Linked DNA regions of Rattus norvegicus: region 2 is linked to region 1. Evidence: chromatin contacts called from public Hi-C data. All regions are on one chromosome and are shown on one strand. The core of a region is the stretch at or near the end of the contact, and the rest is flanking DNA. Distances in the headings are between cores, read along the strand shown.

Region 1 (4,012 bases), core at 613-3,112:
TCATAGAGTACCTGCCTCTGCCTCCTGAGTGCTGGGATTAAAGGCCTGCACCACCACACCAGGCTGTTTGTTTTGAGACAGGATCTCACCCTGTAGCTGGAGCTAGCCTGGAATTCATTATGTAGCCCAGGCGGGAATGGAACTCAATACGTAGCCCAGATCCCTCATGCTTTAGGCCCCCGCCCTGACCCCCACCCATGTTGGGATTTATAGGTTCCAGCCACCAAGTCCACCTCAACTGACTATTTTTACCTGGTCATCGTGAATGTCCTTCAAAGTGTAGCTAACCACACTGATACCCATGTTGACCAGGTCGGAGGAGGCCACCTTGAAAACCTGCTCTGAGAACTTCTGTCTGTCCTTATAGATCTCCTATAGAGGAAGAACGGTGGGAAGAGGGGAGTCAGATTCATCATCTGCCACAGGTGAGCTGGTCTGTCATGATCCTTGGGGACCACTCCTCCTGACACCCCACCCAGGTCTTCTCCTGTCCCCCAGTCCCACCTCCACAGTCATGTGGGCCATGATTGCCCTCTGGTGGCCTTCCAGCGTCTCCAGGGCAATGTGGGCGATCTCTGCCTCTGTCTTCCCCAGGAACATCTGGCAGGCAGCTGCCAGCATCTCCTTGTTTTGCCCCTGGATTTTCACCTGCAGCCGTATAGAGATAGAAAGGGGTGTGATGGGTGAAGCAAGGAGAGGAGGAGGAAGAGCTAGGAGTCTTGGGGGCAGTGGCTGAAAGTGAGACCAGCAGGAAGATGGAACTGAGAAGTCCACAGTCAGAGGTGCTTAATGGCCAGGAGAAAGGTGGGGTGGGCTTTGGGAGGAAGGCTCTGCGAGCCTCACCTGGGCAATGCCCGTGACTGAGATGGGGACCCCGTGGCGGGTATAAACCTTCTCACTCTTGACATTGAGGGTCAGTGTGTTGAGAGAGATCCTAGGGGGAAAATGGAGCAGACAGTAAGAGAAAAGAGTAGAGAAGAAAATGGGTGTCCCCCCCCCCCCAGAGTTCTGTTGCTCTATCTACCTTTGGATTTGTTGAATGCAGGGTAGGACAAACACTCGGCCTCCGGCCACCATGACTGGGGGGCTCCTGCAGAACCCTGTAAGGTGAGGGCATAATGTGACCGTGGCAGAGCAAAAGACAATGGGGAAAAGGGTGGACCACCCATAACAAGAATCTGGATGCTGAGGGGGTTAGCATTCGATGCCTTGGCTGGGAACCACAGGTGGTTTGTAGCCATCGCGGGCAGAACGTTGGGGCTGGGAAGCTCATGCGGGCAGGAAGGGGCAGAAGTCAGGTTTAAAGGGAACGGGGGGGGGGGTCACTGGGTGGGAGGAAACTTACCGGAGACCACCATGGCCTCATTTGGGCCACAAGTGAAAAACATAGTTGAGGCTGCAACTGGAGGGGAGAGAGAAGAAGCCTTTGCAGAGGGGAAGGGGCCCTGTGGCACCTCTTCCCCCTCCTATCAGGAGAACTGCCTCTGCCACCGCCCAGTCCCTTGAGCGCCCCTGTGACAGTCCTAAGATTCCCCAGGGACTTCTTCCTCCGTGCCAACAGATTCTCACTGCCTTCCCCTCACGGCGCCCCCTAGCCCCTCTGCCACACAAAGCTCTCCCGCGCCCAGGGGTCTGCAGCAGTTCCGCAGCCTCCAGGCTCGTCGGCGGCCCCAGGCTCCGCCTCCCATCCCCTCTCACCTTCCGGAATGCCGGTAAGCAACCCCACTGGGGTCTAGGGAAGCGCGGAGACCCGCAGAGCCCCAAAACTGGGTGGAGACTGCTTGAACACCCGGCTTAGTGGAAACTGCACTTGCGCCCCCGACCCGGCCGCACCCTGTTGCAGCAACAGACGCGACCCCGCCCCCTCCCAAGCCCTCGGCCCGCCCCTTTCCCGGCAGGCCCCGCTCGGGTCCGCAGCACAGTTCTCGGCAGCCTAGAGGGGATGCCAGACGTTCCCCCCCATTAACACCCCTCCCTGCTCCAAGCACTGGCCTGGTAGCCCCGCCCCCGCCCGAGGCCACGCCTTCCACTCGGGTTCCTGAATACCCGCCGCCTGCGGTGAGTAAGCTGGTTGCCACACCACTCTCTAACTGGGAAAACCGCAGACCCAGCAATGTATGACAGCATCCGGTGACCGGATATAGGTCTGTAACTCCAAGAAAAGAGTTCAGGACCCAAGAAAGAATACAGACAGGGGACCTTGTCACATCCTCCCGCCACTTCCCCACCCCCGCCTTAAAATGATACACTTTGAGAACCGCTGATAATAATGACAGGCAATCAAGTTTATTCGTGTTCACAGAACATACTAGGCGACCCCAGACAGCCGCCCTCTGACAATCCATGGACCCAAGACTTCCAGTCAGGAAGACATCAAAGGCCACAGACCGTATTCCCAAGGGTCTGCCAAAGTCTTACAACAGAGTCGAAGTGCTGGAAAATGGAGTGTTACCCCTAAACCTATGCCCCCCGACCAAGACTAAACTAATCCTCCCACAACTCTGTCTCACGGACCCTATAAATCGTAATAAATATCTGTGTCACAGCAAGGGGGCATATCTCGCACCCCTGCATAAGTTAGAATAAATATTACATACACCCCTCCTTCACCTAGGAGGATATACATAAATACATAAATATTAATTAGACACCGAGAAGACCTCCGTCCGTCACCAGTGAGCCTAGCCAGGACCCACGGTGCCTCGGGCTCGCCCCAAGAACCGGCATCTTGGCGGTAGTGTTCTGAGTTAGCGTTGCCTTATAAGTCCCAGTTTGGGATACGTTCTTGCGCACCAGGTACCCCTGGTGCCTCTTTGGGTTTTTTTTCCGGACTGTGACCCATCGCGTTTAGAATGCCGCCGGGTGTTGCTGGAGAAAAGCTTTGAGATCCAGAGCATAGTCCGAGGACTCCGAGGTCAGGTTCAAAGGCTCGAGGACAGGAGGCGCAGTAATGGGCACAGAGATGGGCTCAGGTGATATGGCGCTGGTAGCATCCTCCGGAGCCAGGGCCTGCGACACACCTTCTTCAGCCATCAAAATCTGGCAGAAGATGATGGCGAGCAGGAGAAAGAGGATCCTCTTGGCAATGTTGGGTTCCTCGGTTGGTAGCTGGCGCCGGACCTGAGCAGAGAAAAGAGGGAAACGTCAGAGCAAAGTCCCCGCATCTAGTTGTTCCCAAAGGTACCGGGGCGACTCGACCTCTTGCTGCCCACTCGGGCGATACTCACCACTCGAGGGTAGAGCACCCGTCGGCTGCGTTTTCGGTGCCCGCGAGAAGTGTTCGGACGCACGGCGGACGCTACCGCCCGCTCCGGGAGGGGGTCGAAGGTGAAAATCTCGGGACCGGAGCCCCGCCGGAGTTCCGGGCTGGTGGAGGGAGCTGGCGCCGGAGCCCTCAGGCCAGTCATGGTGTGGAGATGGTTGCGTGAGTGGCACATAATTCGCGCGCTGTACAGAGGGTACGGAGGAGTGCGGATCCCCGGTAAGGCACCACTACTTATAGAGCCGGGAAACTCCGCCCTTCGCAGCTAGGGAGCAGTTGGCTGCACAGGGCTGGAAATTCCAAGGAGGAAGCAAAATGTAGGCGGAGCCTTGGCTGCCCATTTTCTAGGTGCCCCAGTGCACGTTTTTTTTGTTTTTTTGATTTTTTCTTTTTGCCTGGGAGTTGTGAATGCGAGTGGGTGCAAATATTGGGAGTAAGCACATGTCGGGACATGTGGTAGCTAGAGAGGGGCTCCCAGACACGTAGCAGATGGTCCAGCCACCCTCCTTAGAGAAGCCCAGTAAGATCAAGGGACCACAGAAAACACATTCACACATACTTGAAGGTATGCATAGGAAACAATCCCAGAGGGGAAGTCACTGCACAAACTTCCAAAAAGATTAAGAACACACTAGAACCCACAGACCCAACTCTGCCTGCCTCCGTTCACGTGAAAACCATACACACATCACAGACGTTTCGACAGAGCACACACACAAAACGAGATGCAGCGATTACCCAGGGACACCC
Region 2 (4,012 bases), core at 687-3,186, 230 kb after region 1:
TAAAAGAAGTCCCTAGCTCTTCCCGACACCCTTGACAGGCTGGACCAGGTAACCGTCATGGGGTAGTACTCCAAGCCAAGTCAGTAGAGGTTCTCTGTTAGGGTGGGCGAGAATTTTCCCAAGCAATTTGCCTTAAAATAGGCAGGAACTTTCCATTCTTATTTATCAAGCCTTTAGAGGCATACCTCTATCTCTAAACTCTATCTCTTCATATCTTTCTAAGCTTGTATATTTTGCTAACAATTAGGTTTTCTATGAACTATAATCAAATATCCTGCAATGACCATCTGTAACGCCAGTTTCAGAGGATACAGCGCCCTCTTCTGGCTACCATGGGCAATGTGCACACATCTGCATATACATAAAGCTGGCAAAACAGTCATACAAAATAAGTAAAAAAAAACAAGACATACATAAATATAAACATATATTTATATTTACATAAATATATACTAGAGAGCAATGATGTTTGTTTTGTGTGTATTTTATATATGTTATATATAACATATAAATGTATATAATATATGCACAAATACACACACACACACACATATAGTCACTTTGCTGAATAATAGCTCAAAGGGCTTCCTTTTCCTAACTGTAGCTTAGCACCCACTAATATTTTTTTCCCCTCTCGTTGCTTCCCTCCTCCTATCTCGGTTTAAACTTTATGTGGAGGCTGGAAAGAAGGCTCAACACTTGTCGTTCTTGCAAAGGACCCAGATTATGTTCCCAGCAACCAAGTGATGGCTCATAGTCGTCTCTAACTCTAGCCCTGTCTCCCCAGGCACTGGGCACACAGGTGGTACACAGACATACATGTAAGTGAAGAACTCATACGCATAATAAATCTTTTAAAATTAATAAAATCTTTAACTTTGTGTGCACGCAGCGACTATGTGGAATCTAGACTCCCCTGTATAGACTATATTAAATTATTTTTTCCTTACTTATTTTATGTGTGTGAGCGTTTTGCCAACAGTTATGAGCGTATGCATGTGCCAGGAAAAGGGTGTTGGATCCCACGGAATTTGAATTACTAATGGTTGTGAGCCTCCGTGTGGGCACTGGGAATTGAGGCTCAGTCCTCTGCAAGAGCAAGAAGTGTCCTAAACCACTGAGCCATCTCTCCAGCCCCATGGACTGTATTAGAAATCTTGAGAAATTACCAAAAAAAAAAAAAAAAAGTGGACCATTAAAAAGTCCATGGAGCACCCCACTAGGAGGTGCATCTGCACCAAGGAACAGGCAGTTTCCTGTCACCAGGACCTGTTCTTTCCGGTTACCATTAGTATTCATTCACCCCAGGTGTTGAACTGCCTGCTGCTGCTCCCTGTCCCATGAGTGGCAGCACCACAGAGCTGCAAACAATTTAAAGAGCAGCAGGTCCTAGAAGCGTCACGGTTGATGAAAACGGAAGGGAAATGGTTAAGTTGACCTGGATGACATGGTCTGAATATATGCTCAGCACGCAAAAATAAATAATGGAAGGAAACACATCACGACAGTCAAACAACTATGGAAACAGTATCCATGGCAACAGAGGCAGGCCTGCAAACTGTTGGCCTGAAAATCCTAGACAAAGCGTGCTCGTGCGCCACCTAGTGGCAATAACTGGGTAGTGGCCCAGGGATCAGCATCTCTCCTAAGAGTGGATCTATTCTCAAGAACTAACTCAGGGGAAATTGGCTTGCATCGAAGTCCCCAAGCTCCCTATGACACCCCAGCTCCCTTCTCAACCACACAGCGCACGCCCACTCACACCAAGCAATTCCCACCGATTATAAAGACCCCGTTAGCTACATAACACCATTCCTACATGCACCACTAAGGGAAAAAAAATAATCAATTTGGCTGGAACATGACGCTAGTGCTAAGACATATCCACATTTGAAAGACGCTAAATGTGAAAATAATTATGTTTTATAGCCCACAAAATGTGATAAGTGGCTTGGTGAGTCACTTAACCCCGGGCCCCACTTCCTCACGTAAAACAGTTACACCCTTTGGCTGCTTACTCACGCCGCGTTCCTCACGGAGCACTAAATCAGAGACAAGCACTAACTTCAGCCCGGGAGGATGAGGGAGAGCGTTCGGCAAAGAGGCAGAGATTAGGGAGGTTTCCTCTTGGCTGTAGGATTTTTTTTCTTTTTTTTTGGTAACTTTTTTTTCCAAGAAGTTAACATTGTGCGCGCGCGCGCGCGCGCGCGGGTGTGTGTGTGTGTGCGTGTGTGTGTGTGTGTGTGTGTGTGTGTGTGTGTGTGCTTATAGACATATGTATGTCACCGTGGAAACCATAGGGCAATCTATCTGCAGGAGTTGGTTCTCTCCTGCAGAAATGGAGGTCCTGGTGATAGAACTTGGGTCTTCAGGCTTGACAGAAAACACCTTTGCCCACTGAACCACCTCACTGGCATGCTACAGGATTTCTTATTTTCTTTCTCTTTGCACTGTTTTGTTTTCTGTGTGTGTATGTTTTGGGGTTGTTTTTTTTGTTGTTGTTGTTTTGGTTTGTTTTTTGAGATGGGGTGGGATGTACCTTGTGCTGGTCTTGAACTTGCCAAGGATGATTTTGAATTCCTGATCCTCCCTCCTCTGCCTTCCAAGGGTCTAGATCTGAAGCGTGCAGCAGGACGCCTGTTTTAAGTGTAAGGCTTCTGAAGACCTTTACCACAATAACGACCTGAGTCAGTGGTTCTATGACCAGCTGCGGTGAAAACAAATCCAGGTAAGGTCAGAACACCAGGGCTCCCGTCCAGCCTCCTTCACAGCTAGGCTCGCCCAGCTCCAGCTTAATTATCAGTTAATCAATGGATTTGGTCACCTCTTGCCTGCCCTGCCTAGCCTACAGCTTAACAACACAAGGGTATATTTCTCTCCCAGCGAGGCCTTTCAAATAAAACACAGTGGTAGTCAAAAGACTGGAGAGATGGCTCAACAGTTCAGAGCACCGGCTGCTCTTCAAGAGGACCCCAGGTTCAGTTCCCAGAACCCTCCTGTGGCATCTCACAGCCATCTGCGCCTTCAGTTCTAGAGGACCCGACACCTTTTTTCTTCTGGCCTCCGAGTGCACCAGACACGCCCATGGTTCACAAACATACATGAAGGTAAAACATCCACACACTTAAAATAAAAAAACAAATCTTTAAAAATGATAAAGACAGTAAAATAGATTTTACTAAAGTATAGTGGCAAAAAAAAATCCTTTGGAGACAGAGGCAGGAGAATATCTGTGAGTTTGAGGCCAGCATGGTCTATGTAGCAAGTTCCAGGCCAGCCAGGGCTACATAGTGAGACTCTGTCATAAAAGCAAACACACACAGCAAAATACCTGTGGCCATGGTTTCCATGGTAACCGAGGTCTTTTTTTTTTTTTTTGGTCCTCAGACCAAGAGCATTCCAGAATTTTTCTTGATAACTATAGGCATCCAACACTCTTGTCTTCTATATATATAAGAGGTCTTCAAGCTCCTTGGAGGACATCTGTGAGGTGCAGTTTGATGTACACCTACAGACGTGAGCAGAAGCCAGGACGGTTTTCTACCCTGGGGTTGGAGAGTTGGAGAAACTGGGTGGGGATCTCTAGTCCCATATTTTCAAGACAAGAGCAGTGTGTTTCAGGCTAAGCAGAGGTGGGAGGGGAGCGCCCTGCTAGAAAGAAAGCTAATCCTGTTTGACATTCCCCTGTGTGAACAAGCCTAGGCAGAGAAAAGCTGAGCCCTTCATTCCTGGGTCTGTAGGGAAGGGGGGCCTCCTTCAGAGCAGGGATCTGCAGCTGAATCACCATTGATGCCTCAGGGAATAGGGGGCCAGAGGAACTGGTAGAGGGACCCAAGTGAGGGGCCAGATCTGCTGTTTTCTTTTGAGACCATGCCTTTCTATGTAGTTGTGAGGTTTGTATAAGCCTGGACCAGAGAGTGGCACTATTAGAAGGTGTGGCCCTGTTGGAGTAGGTGTGTCACTGTGGGTGTGGGCTTTAAGACCCTCATCATAGCTGCCTGGAAGTCCGTTT

What was found. Hi-C and Micro-C count contacts between places; a contact is called where the count stands out from the background.
Region 2: a contact with region 1 is called in a Hi-C map of the A7r5 cell line, with 4 times the contacts expected there. The contact joins the enhancer-like site here to the promoter of Flot1 in region 1. A contact is called at or near these places in 2 of 12 Hi-C or Micro-C datasets (the A7r5 cell line and the Rat2 cell line).

Annotation. Positions count from the first base shown.
Region 1 is chr20:2,930,909-2,934,920 of GRCr8, forward strand. Flot1 (flotillin 1) reads right to left here and starts at 1,863. Exons shown (of 13, transcript NM_022701.2): 1 at 1,699-1,863; 2 at 1,346-1,396; 3 at 1,025-1,100; 4 at 844-934; 5 at 505-648; 6 at 253-372. The coding sequence starts at 1,388. Ier3 (immediate early response 3) reads right to left here and starts at 3,469. Exons shown (of 2, transcript NM_212505.2): 1 at 3,228-3,469; 2 at 2,265-3,120. The coding sequence starts at 3,437. The coding sequence ends at 2,848.
Region 2 is chr20:3,157,210-3,161,221 of GRCr8, forward strand. LOC120098824 (a long non-coding RNA gene) reads left to right here. Exons shown (of 3, transcript XR_010060968.1): 2 at 2,608-2,728. Among named protein-coding and RNA genes, the nearest start is that of C20h6orf15, 19 kb to the right of the region's middle. Within about 2 kb of position 1,937, at least 7 of the 93 cell types and tissues checked have an H3K27ac peak or open chromatin away from gene starts, as enhancers often do. A contact at or near this core is called in the A7r5 cell line, where this site is marked.